5 separate regions of the Mus musculus genome follow, and regions 1, 2, 3 and 5 are each linked to region 4. A link is a contact called in public HiChIP or PLAC-seq and promoter capture Hi-C data. All regions are on one chromosome and are shown on one strand. The core of a region is the stretch at or near the end of the contact, and the rest is flanking DNA. Distances in the headings are between cores, read along the strand shown. Region 1 overlaps Ass1 (argininosuccinate synthetase 1). Region 2 overlaps Dnm1 (dynamin 1). Region 3 holds the start of Ciz1 (CDKN1A interacting zinc finger protein 1). Region 4 holds the start of Aif1l (allograft inflammatory factor 1-like). Region 5 holds the start of Exosc2 (exosome component 2).

The links. Promoter capture Hi-C pulls out the DNA fragments that hold promoters and counts their contacts. HiChIP or PLAC-seq counts read pairs in DNA pulled down with a chosen protein or histone mark.
Region 1: a promoter capture Hi-C map of liver shows a contact between it and region 4, with 2.1 times the contacts expected there. The contact joins the enhancer-like site here to the promoter of Aif1l in region 4. A contact is called at or near these places in 9 of 39 promoter capture datasets (the 3T3-L1 cell line, the C10 cell line, HPC-7-derived erythroid cells and 6 more), 1 of 484 Hi-C or Micro-C datasets (bone marrow-derived macrophages), 1 of 115 datasets of contacts at active chromatin or transcription factors (astrocytes) and 3 of 9 other capture datasets (adipose tissue, embryonic stem cells and liver).
Region 2: an HNF4G HiChIP or PLAC-seq map of pancreatic cancer cells shows a contact between it and region 4. The contact joins the enhancer-like site here to the promoter of Aif1l in region 4. A contact is called at or near these places in 4 of 39 promoter capture datasets (cranial neural crest, liver, pre-B cells and 1 more), 1 of 484 Hi-C or Micro-C datasets (the G1E-ER4 cell line), 3 of 115 datasets of contacts at active chromatin or transcription factors (embryonic stem cells and pancreatic cancer cells) and 1 of 9 other capture datasets (embryonic stem cells).
Region 3: a contact with region 4 is called in a promoter capture Hi-C map of fetal liver, with 2.5 times the contacts expected there. The contact joins the promoter of Ciz1 here to the promoter of Aif1l in region 4. A contact is called at or near these places in 5 of 39 promoter capture datasets (fetal liver, hematopoietic stem and progenitor cells, liver and 2 more), 2 of 115 datasets of contacts at active chromatin or transcription factors (both in embryonic stem cells) and 1 of 9 other capture datasets (embryonic stem cells).
Region 5: a contact with region 4 is called in an H3K4me3 HiChIP or PLAC-seq map of craniofacial prominence, with 3 times the contacts expected there. The contact joins the promoter of Exosc2 here to the promoter of Aif1l in region 4. A contact is called at or near these places in 20 of 39 promoter capture datasets (the 3T3-L1 cell line, 3T3-L1-derived adipocytes, the C10 cell line and 13 more), 1 of 15 datasets of contacts at CTCF or cohesin (the NIH/3T3 cell line), 4 of 484 Hi-C or Micro-C datasets (the G1E-ER4 cell line, bone marrow, cortical neurons and 1 more), 21 of 115 datasets of contacts at active chromatin or transcription factors (the NIH/3T3 cell line, astrocytes, bone marrow-derived macrophages and 14 more) and 5 of 9 other capture datasets (adipose tissue, embryonic stem cells, liver and 2 more).

Annotation. Positions count from the first base shown.
Region 1 is chr2:31,500,534-31,503,233 of GRCm38.p6, forward strand. It overlaps Ass1 (argininosuccinate synthetase 1), which reads left to right. Exons shown (of 16, transcript NM_007494.3): 11 at 300-384; 12 at 955-1,019. Among named protein-coding and RNA genes, the nearest start is that of Ass1, 32 kb to the left of the region's middle. Within about 2 kb of position 1,373, at least 19 of the 459 cell types and tissues checked have an H3K27ac peak or open chromatin away from gene starts, as enhancers often do. A contact at or near this core is called in liver, where this site is marked.
Region 2 is chr2:32,341,410-32,344,109 of GRCm38.p6, forward strand. The region is part of intron 1 of Dnm1 (dynamin 1); the gene reads right to left. Among named protein-coding and RNA genes, the nearest start is that of Dnm1, 11 kb to the right of the region's middle. Within about 2 kb of position 1,257, at least 154 of the 459 cell types and tissues checked have an H3K27ac peak or open chromatin away from gene starts, as enhancers often do. A contact at or near this core is called in pancreatic cancer cells, where this site is marked.
Region 3 is chr2:32,361,885-32,364,584 of GRCm38.p6, forward strand. It overlaps Ciz1 (CDKN1A interacting zinc finger protein 1), which reads left to right and starts at 1,314. Exons shown (of 17, transcript NM_028412.2): 1 at 1,314-1,414; 2 at 1,921-2,095; 3 at 2,335-2,450. The coding sequence starts at 1,926.
Region 4 is chr2:31,948,899-31,951,598 of GRCm38.p6, forward strand. Aif1l (allograft inflammatory factor 1-like) reads left to right here and starts at 1,405. Exons shown (of 6, transcript NM_145144.1): 1 at 1,405-1,483; 2 at 1,631-1,692. The coding sequence starts at 1,453. Lamc3 (laminin gamma 3) reads left to right here. Exons shown (of 28, transcript NM_011836.4): 28 at 1-185.
Region 5 is chr2:31,669,386-31,672,085 of GRCm38.p6, forward strand. Exosc2 (exosome component 2) reads left to right here and starts at 1,330. Exons shown (of 9, transcript NM_144886.3): 1 at 1,330-1,476. The coding sequence starts at 1,355.

The DNA.
Region 1 (2,700 bases), core at 123-2,622, 450 kb before region 4:
AGCGTGAAATTCAATTAGTTCAGGGCCTGGTTCCAATTTCACAGCCCCTAAATGCTAAAGGGGCAGAGAGAATGGGAGGGAGGGGGCGAGCGTTTTTATTGCATTTTCCTCTTTCATTCTGGGGGGCTTTCTTGCCCCTTCTCTCCCCCCAGCACAGGGCTTTGAAGGAGTCATTCGGACTCCATGTCTGTCACATCCATTTAAGGCGATGTGGGTGGAGGGAGAGGGTGGGGTGGTGGGCACAGGCTGCTCTGCTGAGCCCCAGACTGAAGGCCCACTCTCCTCCCTCTCTGCCCCAGGGGTCCCTGTGAAGGTGACCAACATCAAAGATGGCACAACCCGCACCACATCCCTGGAACTCTTCATGTACCTGAACGAAGTTGCGTGAGTGTCCACAGTCTGCCTGCGACCCCCAGGACCGCCATCTCAAGCAAGCACAGGCCTGGGCCTGTGTGACTAATGGTCACAGCTAAAGTTCATGACCTGGAGGTCTGGCAGTTGGCCTTGTAGACATAGAGTGCCCTGAGCCGAGGGTATTGGTTTGGCATTGGTATTGGTTTAAATCCACAAACCATGAACACAAAAGTTCCAAGGCTACCACCACCTTCTATGGTGGGACCAGCTGGGGCTGCAGGCCTTTGGCTGAGCCAGGCATTAGGACAAAGAAAGATAAATCCTCAGTGAGGGTTAGGGTCAAGCAAGTCCCAGTATAGATGTAGCGGGCGGAGCACCCAGGGTGACCCAGACAATCCGTTCTCTTTCAGGGCCTTAGGTTACCCACTTCTCTCCACTTGGGCCTGTTTTCCTGGCTCAGGTGAGCTGAGACATAGAGCCTGAGAGTCAGTATGCCCATAGTTAGGTCTTCAGCCAAGCCAAGGGCACCTGCTCAGTGGGTGGCCTCTGTCCTCAAGCTTTGTGCCAGCACCTGAGTCCAAGTGACGTGTTTCTTTTCAGGGGCAAGCACGGAGTGGGTCGCATTGACATCGTGGAGAACCGCTTCATTGGAATGAAGTCCCGAGGTAAGTGGATTCGACACCCAGGGCTGGTTTCGGCACTTTCCAGAGCTCCTGTACCACCTGGGTGTCACCTTTCACCCCAGGCCACCTTGGCTGCCCCTTGCTTTCTCTTACACCCCGATGAAGTGAGGACTGGAGATGAAGTGTGAACAGTGGCCTTTGCACTGACTTCTTGGGGTGCTTCGAGAGGAGCCGCCTCTAGTGTTGGGAGGGGTCTGGGAGAGAGGTCGGCCTGGAGGTCAGGCTGTCTTGTGTCACGGGCGGGCCAGTCAGGTTAAGAGGCGGACCATGCAGGGCCAATTTCGTGGTCATTAAGGCACTTCTAGCACCAGGCACGCAGTAGAGTGGGACTCTTGCCAGGGAGGGCGCTGTGAGCTATACACAAGAAACCTGAACAGGACGGGCCAATTCAGGCATGACTCCAAAGCCTTGCTAGAGACAGATAGTCCCTTTCTATGGCATGCCTGCCACTTGGCTGGTCTAGGCTGCCATTATGGGACCACGGGGCCATCAGATCCCCTTCCTGTCTTGGAGATGAGAGAGAGTAAGAGAGAGTTGATTCCCAGGCAGGTGCCTGTCTCTGTTTTTACACGACTCCCACTCAGTCCTGGGTCATTTGCTGTCTATATTCTCTTCCTCTTCACTTTCCCTATCCATTGAGCATTTCCATCCCAGGTCCCTGCCAGTCCGTCCGTGTCCCCCCCCCCCCCCCGTGTGTGTGTGTGTGTGTGTGTGTGTGTGTGTGTGTGTATGTTATTAACAATAGAGTGTTTTTAGGGCATTCCCATCATTTGGGCAGTTAGGGCCCCCTGAACTGGGGCACCTGAATGTTTAAATACCAGTGACACAGGTAGGGGCTTCAAATCACTTTGCTTCATGGTTGATTTGGGACAGTAACAGCTAAATAAAACCAGGCCAAGGTTCAGTCCCAGTCTAGTTCCTTGGGGAGATTTTTAAATTGAGACCCTACGTCCCAAGAGAGCTGACACGCTGCCACAGCAGCAGCTGTCAGCTGTGAGAGAAGATGCAGATCCCAGACCCTGGCCCTGGGGTCTCGAACTGTTTGTCGTGGGCCTCAGTTTCCCCTACTGCATCCTGGGTCTTGCCTCCGATAGTTGGGGGTTGGGTGGAGCTGGAGTCGCCTAGCCCCAGGGTTCTCCTCGCCCCACACTGATCATCCTCCGTGAGAATCTGCACAACTGCAGCTCTCTTGAGAAGGCCTTGTAAAGAACAATATGCTAATGAGTGTCTCCTTTCATTCCCAGCCTACCTTTGTCTCTTACCTATTTAACATCTGATTAAATGTCCCTTTGTCTCCACCTGCCCTTGGGAGCCACACAAAGAAATTCCTCCAAGGCAGCTGAGGGGCCTTGGGAGAAAGTAGCACCTTTGGGAGAAAGTAGCACAGTTGGGGAAACTAAGGCCCTGAAGGGGTGAGGGCTCCCTGCAAGTTACAGGCAGGACTCAGATTGACGGTCATGCGCCCAGTGGACATGGGGAGAAGCCCTTGGAGCCTGGACTGTGGAGGTGGACAGATCCAGGTTCAGACCCAAGCATGATAGCCTGACCAGGCTCTGTGGGAGTGTTCCGGTCCCTGAGGGAATTCTGAGTGAGCACAAAGGTAGCCGTAAGCCCTAGGGGGTCCCGTGCTGCTTGGGAATGTGAGACACCAGTATCCTTCTTA
Region 2 (2,700 bases), core at 7-2,506, 390 kb after region 4:
CAGAAAGTAGCCCTGGGAGGAGGATGAAGTTACTGTCCCCACTTTATAGATGGAGAAACAGCCTCAGGGATCATCCAATAGCACGACAAAGCAGACGAGAGCCTGGCCTCAGCTCTGTAAGAGCTCCTGACCTCCAGGCCCCACGGACTCAGCCCCTCCATAGGACTGCCCTGAGGCCTGACAGGCTATACCCAACATTGGCTCCTGCTGATGTCAACTTTTGGATGAGTGTCTGTCAGCTATTCTCAAGTGGCCCCACCCATGACTTCCACAGGCTGGCTGGAGGGTGGAGGCCTCTCCAGGAATCAGGCTGGCAGAATTAGCAGTCACAGGATCCCCCAGAACTCAGGAGATGGGGAAGCAGACCAGCGCCCCAGGGATCCTACTGACCCAGCCAGTCACCTCCTGGAAGAGACCCAGGGAGACTCCGAGGGCATCAGATACGCAGACTCAGCCCAGAGCTGATGGAGGCTCACAACACTTCCTGATGAACCCAGACCTCAGGAGCAAAGGGTCCGAGGAGAACAGACAGACCCACGGGCCTCAGTTTCAAGGCCCCCTCTTGGGGCCCTCTCCTGTGCCACCTCTAGAAAAACAGAGACTGCTGGGAGTCTGTGGGCCACCAACTTGGGCAAGGCAAGGGACAGTTGGCATGCATTAATCCGTTCTAGGTACCAGGCAAATGCATCTCCTTCTTGCCACACTAATAATGTGCAGGAGAACAGGGCTGGTACTTTCCGCCTACTACTGAATACCATGGCAGCCCAGGGCTCAGTATTCATGAGGGATTTAATGCATTCTAAGGGAATCCCCAAGTCATCAAATGAGACGCTCATAGAGTCTCACTTTATGGATGAAGCACCTGAGGCTCAGAGAGGGGAAGCGACTGACTCAAGGTAACACAGCAGAACTGTGAGCTTTGTCTTATTAGTTTGGATTTTGTTGTTGTTTCATGTGTTTTTCAGCACTGGACTTTAAATCCAGACTCTCCCACATGCTAGTCAGTTAAGTACTCTGCCATTGAACTGTATACTCCAGCCCCAGGTCTGACATTCAAACCCAAGTGTCTGTTGGACCCCAGAGGCTAGAAAATGTCCTCCATCCCTCCGTGCCACCCCTACTCCAAGGAGCCAGATTTAGCTTTTTATATAATTGAATTGACTCTGATCTGTGCCAGGCCCTGTGCTGGGCCCTGAGGATGAGAGATGAGTCACCAGCTCCCCACCCAAGGCGCTCACAGTGTGGTGGAGGCAGAGAGTAAACAGTGTAGCTTGTGGTAGGACAGAGCTGGCCAGGCAGGCCAGGAGGGAGGGAGTCCCAGCCTAGAGGACTTCCTGCCTCATCACCCAGCCTTAAATCAGTGACTCCTTGGGGAGAGTCACCCCTCTGTTTGGGAGGTCTCCAGGATTGTGGAGGTAACACATTTGTTTTGTCAGTGGCTTTGGTGGGTGTATGGGCCTCGGGTCCACCCTCTTCCTCACCAGCTGCTTGCCAAGCAGAGCCATGGCAACAGTGGTTGCCGTGGAAACAGCAGGAGGGGCTGGGAAGGATGGGGCTCCCCCATAGAGAGCCCTCCCCAGGCAGAGATGTGGACTCCCCTGAAGTTATTCCTTGAGAGGCCTCCCTGGGAGCAGATGTGCCCACCCAGCCTTAGGTGCCTGAGGGTGGAGGGCTCTGGAGAGCCTCAGAGAGTGGGGTGATCCTAATCTCCTGCCTGAGACAGTTGATGGCTGCTTAGGGTTTGGCCCAAGCCACTGCCACCTCAAAGCTGGAGCCCATAAGCAGAACTGGCCAAGACCAAGCTCTCAGAGGCCCAGGGTGACGTCAGGAGCCCAGGCTCTCTAAGCGAGGCCTACTCAGCCTGAGTCAGAATTCACGAGGCTGCTTGTTACAAGTGCTGGTTCCTCAGTGTGTGCTAGATTCAAGTCTCCAAGGATAGGCCACACTAAGCAACAATATCCTGTATGCCTGTCATGTTTTCTTTCACTACAGCTTGCTTGCCTTAGAGGTTAAGAGGCAGTGCCAGGTATAGGCCATGGGTTCGAATCCCACCTCTACCCTTCCCTGGCCTGGTGCCTTTGGACTCATTCCCTCATTCTGAATGTGTGCTCAGCTATGGTGGAACATCAGACATGGTAGTTAAAGGGTTTGTGGGGCCTCTCAGCAGAGAGACTGAGTCCATGCCCAGAACATGAAGACCGCAGGGGCTACCAAGAAGGATTCCTCATTTTCAGCCTCCTCTAGGAGGACCCCTAAACTTCAGCAAGAAATCTGAAACCCCACAGAAATCTCTGCCTCACCTCCTCTGGGTACTGAATCCTGACTGAGGCACCATGAAAGAAAGGCAAGATGAAAGCAAGGAAAACAGCAGAATAGAGGGCACCCTACTCCCCCATCACTGCCCTGAAGGTGGGACTGAAGCCCAGAGAGGGTAAGGTTGGATTTTATGGAGAGTGGCTGAACAAGAACAGGACCCAGGAAGCCTCACACGTCCACAGACAGGACCAGCAGCCCCCCAGCCCCCATGAGCAGACACCCTGACACACAGTAGATCCTCTGGAGACACTAAAAGGAACTGCTTTGTGGCTTTTCTGATACCTGGACACTGTGGCTCTCTGTGAAGGGTCAGCATCTTTGACTCAACCTCCGGTCAGAGCCACCATCACACCTCCTGTTTAGGCCTAGGGGACAGCAGAGCAG
Region 3 (2,700 bases), core at 64-2,563, 410 kb after region 4:
CGGGTTTCTGTGAATTCGAGGCCAGTCTGGTCTATAGTGAGTTTCCATATGTAGCCATTGCTACACAACACAATGAAACGGAAAAGGAAATCAGAGGCTTGGGAACTTGTTAAGTGGTTAACGTTTGTTCTTCTTCCAAAGGACCCAGGTTCAGCTCCCAGCACTCCCACAGGTGGCTCACAACCATCCACAAACTTCTTCCTAGGGGATCAGATGCCCTCTTTAGACCTCTGCAAGCACTAGGCACATACAAAGTACACACACATACATGCAGGCAAAACATTCATACACCTGAAATAAGAATACATATTTAAAAGACGGGGGTGAGAGGCGGGCGTGGTGGCGCACGCCTTTAATCCCAGCACTCGGGAGGCAGAGGCAGACGGATTTCTGAGTTCGAGGCCAGCCTGGTCTACAAAGTGAGTGCCAGGACAGCCAGGGCTATACAGAGAAACCCTGCCTCAAAAAACCAAAAACCAAAAAAAAAAAAAAAAAAACCAAAAAAAAAAAAAACCAAAAAAAAACAAAAAACAAAAAAAAACAAAAACAAAAAAACAAAAAACGGGGATGAGGAGAGATAGCTCAGTGGTTAAGAGCACTTGTTCTTGCAGAGGAGCTGGGTTCGATTCCTAGCACTCACAAGACAATTCACAAATGTTTCTAACTCTAGTTCCAGGATGTACAAGATATACACGATATACAGATACACATACGTTCAAAACACTCATACACATAAACTAAATCTTTTTTAAAAAAATGTAAAAAACAAAACTATTTTTTTAAAGCTGAATTCACCACACATACGCGCGCCCGCTTGCTCTTGTCCCAGCCCCACGCGGGCTCGGGATCTGGGGACAGTGGTGGCATTGGGGAGGTCAGTTGGGATCTGACCGACTGTCGGTCCCCTTTGCCCCTGCCAGATAAACAGACGGCCGTGGGAACTCAGAATCGCCCCTTCCCGATGCTGGGATCTGGGGACAGGAGCCTACGCTGCCCGGCGCCTCATAGCACCTGGGAGCCACCGCGGCTCTAGCGATTGCAGATTGGTCGCGGTCCCCGCGACGTGACCTGCGCGCGAGGCTTGTTCGCCCGCCGCGGCGTCCGCGCTGAGGCCTCCGCACCTCCAGAGGGCGCTCTGCGCGGGAGTGGCCAGCCGCTGGGCCTTCGGAGTGTCCCGGTCCGGTCACCGTCCCGAGCAGCCCGGGAGCTCCGGAGCCCGCCTTACGAGTCAGCTCGTGGCTTTCACGGTTTCGGTTTTCGTGGATTGCCGGGAGGTGAGGGGGAGCCAGTGTGGTGCCCGCCCCGGAAGCGACAGTGGAGGAGGGTTGGGCACCCCGGGAAGGGTGGACCGCAGGGATAGCGGCTACTTGCAGAGAGCCTACGGGCTTTGTGGACAGGCGAGGCCACAGGATTAGTTAAGTGGCGTTGGCTATATCTGCGAGGGAAGGGAGTGGAGGGATGAGGGACAACGGAGCGGGGTGGGGGTGTGCTGCGGCGGACGGAAGCGTTTCCCATCCAGGGTTCATGGATTTAAGTGACACAATTTAGGGAGAGGACAGCGGAATCCAAAACAGGGAAGTGTGCACGGGAAGCACCAGGAAGTGTAGAGTGACTGACAGGCAGGAGATGGGAGTGGAAAGGTGTGCTCCGATTAGAAGGTTGGACCGCCAGAGTTGAAGAGATGGGAGGGAAGATAAAGAACTGAAGGCGTGTCTGTGTGTGTATCCTGTTCTGGCAGCTGACCGGAAGAACTGGAAGCCCCGAAGCCCCGGGTATAAATGCAGCGTGCTCTTGGCGTGGGTGGGACTGTGTAGCGGTGAAGCTTAGCAGGCGTTATGCTGGGGTGGGTGTTTTGGGAGGGGAGAGAAGCTGGATCATCCCAAAGTGGTGATCTGACCCTACCCACCATACCCCCTTCAGCCACCATGTTCAACCCGCAACTCCAGCAGCAGCAACAGTTGCAGCAGCAGCAGCAACAGTTGCAGCAGCAGCTCCAGCAGCAGCAGCTCCAGCAGCAGCAACAGCAGATACTGCAGCTCCAACAGCTGCTGCAACAGTCCCCACCACAGGCCTCCTTGTCCATTCCTGTCAGCCGGTGAGTTTTCCACTTCCAGGAGCAGTCTGAGGTCTGACGGCTCAGACCCACATTTTGGAGCCTGGCTCCCAGTAGTTATTTTTTCCCCAGGGGCATCCTTGTTTGAGTATTAAATGTCATCAGTTTCTACCTTGGAGGGGATCCTCCATCTGCCATTGAGATGGAGAGAATGGAGGTGAGAGACCTCCGGGTAGATGGCTTTCCCAGGACCCCTCTGACACCCTACTCCCATCACACAGGGGCCTCCCCCAGCAGTCATCCCCGCAACAGCTTCTGAGTCTCCAGGGCCTCCACTCGACCTCCCTGCTCAATGGCCCCATGCTGCAAAGAGCTTTGCTCCTACAGCAGTTGCAAGGTATGGCAGTTCCCCGTGGCCCTCAGCTTCTTCCTAACCCATTCATTCTTACCAACACTCACAGCGGCCCTAACAGCATCCTTATAGATGAAGATACCAGGCTCCCAGGAGATGAAGTCCACAGGCTACTCTGCTAAGTACAGGGTTACCGGGCTACGGTGCTGGCCGTTCCTGCCTCTGCTGATAAACCTAAGGGGAGGCACACCCGTAACCCCCCTCTACAAATGAGGATAGCAACCTGAGGCCCAGA
Region 4 (2,700 bases), core at 155-2,654:
TCCAACCTGTCACACTGTCTGTAGACCATGCGGCGGGCTCCAGGTTCCCAGTTTTGTGAGCTGTCATCCATGCTAGGGGGTGGACTTTGGCAACACAGCTGTCTGTGAGTCATTTCTGTTTCTGTAAGTTAACTCTTCACCCATATTCTTGTAAATAACCCTAATAAAGCTTACTGGGTCACCAAGCTGGACTTGGGTGATATCTGTAATTGGATCTCTCGTGGGTTCCTAAACTGGGGTGAGTAAACGTGTGTGTTGTATCTCCTCAGGAAAAGTTGGTCACACAACAACAGCTAACCCAGCTAGCTGGGACCATGGGCAGCCTGTGACCAGAGCAATAGGGCCCTGTTCTGAGTCCAGTTCCTGCCCGAGCTTTCAGAGGGAACACGACCATGCAGGCTTTGAACTCCCAAGCCCTTGTGGGCCTACCTTCTACAGTGCAGTCCCTGCTCCTGTTTCTCCTATTCTGCTGCTTAGGGAGCTTGTGTCAAGTGCCCAGCTTCAGATGAATGAATGAATGCATAGTGGGAGGAACCTAAGAGCAGGAGCCCTGCCTCGCAAGCATCTTTCCTCCCATTAGCCCCATAGCATTCTATCTGGACCACTGGACTCCCCTGTGTGAGCTTGGCTACCCGTCCCCACAGTCAGCTGGTCCCAGGATCCCAATCTAAGGAGTGTAGACTTGAAATAAGTCAGGGGAACAGGGATTCCTGGATCCCATGGTTAGGGCAATCCTGATCTGTGCCTGTGTCCACAATGTAACAATGGAGGGAGACCCTGTCTCTAGAAAGGGTCTCTAGTCTGTTCAGGTTGGACACTGGAATTCATGATCTCTTTCTTTACAAGTTCCTAGTTCTTGCATGCCCACCCTGGCTTCTCCTCAAGTCACAGGCTGCTTCTTTACCACCCTAGAGGACTCGTGTCCCAGCTTCAGCTTCCAGACTTTTCTATCTAGTAGGCATACCGGTACTACTTTGTAGTTAGGGGAAATGACACACAAAGACCAAGTGTCAGGTACACCGTATTTGCACCAACACACGTATTTATCTAAAATATCGGTGTTATCGTGGCACTGCCGGGCAAAGGTGACAGTGAGGTGACAGCCTCTATTGGCACTTGATCTTCACAACCAGCTCTGCAAAGTTCTTAGTGAGATGTGATATTGTCTCTTCTGGTGATGGGGAAAGAGGGCGTTCCCATCTTGCATTTTCCGCGTCCTCCAGCAGAGGGGCGGCGGCGGGCTAAGCGTCCGGCTAAACAGCGGGCTTTGATGCCCCGGGTGCGCGCGGCAGCGGGGAGGGGGGCAGGAGGCGGGCCGCCGGAGGGGCGGGGTGTGTCCGGCCGCGAGGTCCCTCCGCCCCTGGGTCCCGTCGCCACACGCTGCCGAAGGTCTGGACCAGACGACTTTTCCTCCCTGTTGTCCCTGGCCTTGTCCGGAGTCGGGCTCATACCATGTCGGTCGCACTCAGCAACAGGTTCCAAGGTAGGCGCCTGCTGTCCCCGCGCTATCCCGCGCCGGACGTCCCTGGGTCGCCACCTGTGTGCGCTGTGCGGCGCGCGCGGGAACTCGGAGGGGGCGCGTGGCCCGGTTGGTACCCTAGCTTCCCCGCCGACTCTTTGTCTCCCGCAGGAGGGAAGGCGTTCGGTTTGCTCAAAGCCCGGCAGGAGAAGAGGCTCGAGGAGATCAATCGGGTAAGCCGCGTCACTGTGTGGGACAGCGTGTGGGTCCCATGTGCCGCACTGTGCCACCCCTTCCCCCCAGACAAAATCAGCCCCTTCCTCCCCTACCCCTGGCCTTCTGCAATTGCATCCCTGGCCCCTGCTGTGTGGCCTCCAACTCCAGGTAAGTCCATTCCACCCCTTAGTTCTCTGCCTGGCGTCTCCAGTTGCAAGTTGTAACTCTCGACCAGGGAGGTGGGGCGGGTGAGGGAGCCGGCTGGGGACCACCTAAGGGGTTTGGCGCCAGGAGAGACCCCAGGGCCAGTGCTGTCTCCATAGACCCGCAGAACTTAACACTAGGAGCTGGCTAATGCTGGCATTTCCTTGTTGCCTCCCACCTCCAACTCTAACACACAGCTCTTTGCACCAGCTTTTAGAAAAGTTGCCCAAGGGACTGTTTTTTTCTTCTATGCTGGTCCTGGTCCTGGGGAAGTTCTAGAAAGAAATCCTTCCGCTGCTGCCAGAGACACAATAGCAGCTCCGTACGTTTGCTACTGAGCGTGTAGATCCCAGGAGATAAGAAACGGTGTCAGGGCCTCCTGGATTGGCAAAGCACAGAGGTGGCACAGCCTGAGGCTTTAGGGTTCCCAGGATCTGTGTTCAGATGTGACTGGTGTCTCAGTAAGAGCTTCTCGCTTCCTGCAGGGTCACTTTGTGGGCTCAGGAAAGTAAGGAGCCTACATCTTCTGGGGTCCAGCGCTAGGGAGACAGCCCGCGAAGTTAGTTTCTCTCTCTCTCTCTCTCTCTCTCTCTCTCTCTCTCTCTCTCTCTCTCTCTTTCTCTCTCTCTCTTTTCCTCTACAGTGGAGACTGAACTTAAGATTTTCTCCATGCTAGACACTCTACCCTAGAGTTATTAGTACATTGGGGCTGAGGTATGCCAATTGATATAAGGGGAGGCATTTCTTCTTATTTGCCCCTTTGGTCCCTGGACACCCAGAGTGACAAACTCCAGGCCCCTGTCGAGGAGCTAGCTGGTAGG
Region 5 (2,700 bases), core at 80-2,579, 280 kb before region 4:
AGAACAACTGAGTTGAATCAGCCAGCCAGAGCTCAGAAAGAACTAGAAAGGGGGAGCTTATTCAGCAGCAATTCAGAGGCTGAAAACATTTTAGGCCTAGATAAGACTGTACAGAGTCTAGAAGCTTCCAGAACTAGACCTAGGTTAGCAAACAAAGACAGTAAACCTCCCAGTCAACAATTACAACAGGAAAATAAAAGTTACATTTATGCCTCCCTACAGACTTGCTTGTCACATGACTGTTTACAACAGTCATCTTTCAGCAGACACATGTCATCACTCAGAAGAGGTCCTTACTAAAGCACATTAGAGCCATAGGGCAGTAGGTGAGGACAGCACCTAAGGGGCTAGAAGACAAGGCCCACGAGGAGCAGTATTCAGAGGGTTCTAGCTTCTCCTCAGATGGTGTTTCCTGTAAATCCCGGTCCTAAATCTATAGTCTACAAAATATTAGATTATAGTGGTTTTGAGTTGGATGCCAAGGTTCATTTCTCAATCTCTAGACTTGCCAACAATAAATAAAATGATGAAATGGAACAGTTTGGGTAAAAACTCATACAGTTTGGTATGGCAGCTTACACCTGTAATCCCAGCTCCTGGGAGGTGGAGGAGGAGGAGTTCAAGGATACCCTGGGTTACACAGCTAGTTTGAGACCAACCTGGATGACATGAGGCACTGTCTTTAAAAAATCCTACACCTGGAATGGAGAGGTGGTTCAGAGGTTGAGAGTACTGGCCACATTTCCAGAGGACTTGGTTTCGTTTCCCAGCACCCACATAATGGCTCACAAACTTCTATAATTCCAGTTACAGGGACTCCAACATCCTCTTTTGTCCTCTTGGGCATCAAACACCACTACCACTACCACTACCACTACCACTACCACTACCACTACCACTACCACTACCACTACCACTACCACTACCACTACCACTACCACTACCACTACCACCACCACCAAACCCACAACCTACACAAACTCACGTAATCGCAGCATTTGGGAGGTGGAGGCATGAACATCTGGACCTCAGCAAGGTTATCCTCAACTATACAGAGTTTGAGGCTAGCCCTACACGGGGTCGTTCCTCTAAAACAAACACAAAACTGACATCCAAACACCAAACCAAACTAATGTCATATTCCCTTACGACATGAGAATTCATCATTCCGCAGGTGCTTTCTTGCCAATAGTAAACATGGCAGCTTGGTGCCCTCACTTCCACGAGTTAACTTAATATTGCCAATACTCAACATGGCTGCCACACTATCCATTCCCATTGGTCGCTTCTCTGAAGGAAGGCGGGAGTTGAGGAGCGGTGTAGAGCTGCGCCTGCGCAAGTCATTGGCGCCAAGATGGCGTTGGAGATGAGGCTCCCTAAAGCTCGCAAACCTCTCAGTGAGAGCTTGGGCCGCGACTCTAAGAAACACTTGGTGGTGCCGGGGGACACGATCACCACGGACACAGGCTTCATGCGGTACGTGAGGATTTGGGGGTCCCAAGGCCTCAGGAGGCGGCTGCAGAGCTCTCTGCACGTGGCCCGCTGTCCCGGAACCCAGGCCTCCTGTCCCGTTGTATCTAAGTCCCCGAGTTACCCGGGACACATCGGAGCATCCATACTAGTTCCCTCCTTTGCGAGCCTCACGCTTCTGACTCCCGGCATCTTGGCTGCACCTTTGTCAGTTCCTGATTCCCTCTTTTGATCTATGGCGTTCGGAACTTTTGGACCCTTATCCTGAAACTCAAGATTCTTGAGCCTTCCTAGGGAGGGAGAACTGGGGAGGGCTGGTTGCAGGGCCCTTCTTACAACCCTCTGAATGGACAGTGGGGTTGGTCATCTCTTTCAGTGTTACCTCAGCGACAAGCCTGACTTGGAAGCAGTAATTTTGGTGGAGCGGGGGTTGAGGCAACATATTGTACCCAACAATACAAATTTAGCACGGAAAGTCACAACATGTGGCAGTTAGGGCTGTCTATGGAGTCGGACATCTGACATTGTTATCCTTAGTTTAGCACCTTGCTAAGGCCGGTATCCTCACCTGGAAGACAGTGGTGACAACAGGAATTGGTAGGTTAGTGAGTATTAACTGAAAAGTGGGGCAGGAGAGCAAAATCCACCATTGTATTACCACCAAAGATAAATCTGCATTAGGTAGCCAGTCTTCCCGATGTCTGTCCGTCCCCCCCCCCCCGTCGTCCCCCCCCCTCACCCCCAACCCTCCAATCTCACTATGTAGCACTGACTGTCCTGGAACTTACTATGTAGACCGCTCTGATTTTGAACTCAAGAGATCCACCTGCTTCTGCCTCCCAAATTCTTTTTTTTTTTTTTTAAGATTTATTTATTTATTATATGTAAGTACACTGTAGCTGTCTTCAGACATACCAGAAGAGGGAGTCAGATCTCATTACGGATGGTTGTGAGCCACCATGTGGTTGCTGGGATTTGAACTCAGGACCTTTGGAAGAGCAGTCGGGTGCTCTTACCTGCTGAGCCATCTCACCAGCCCGCCTCCCAAATTCTTAACTCAAAGGTGTGGCCGTTTGTCCGTTGCACCTAGTTTGTTCTTTCTTCCTCTTTCTTTCTTTTTCTTTCTTCTTTTTTTTTGGTACAAATGAGATTATAGTGTTTATAGTGTTGCCTCTAAGCTTTAAGTTTAAGGTATTAGATGGCAGATATCTTAGGATTCATTCCTTCATA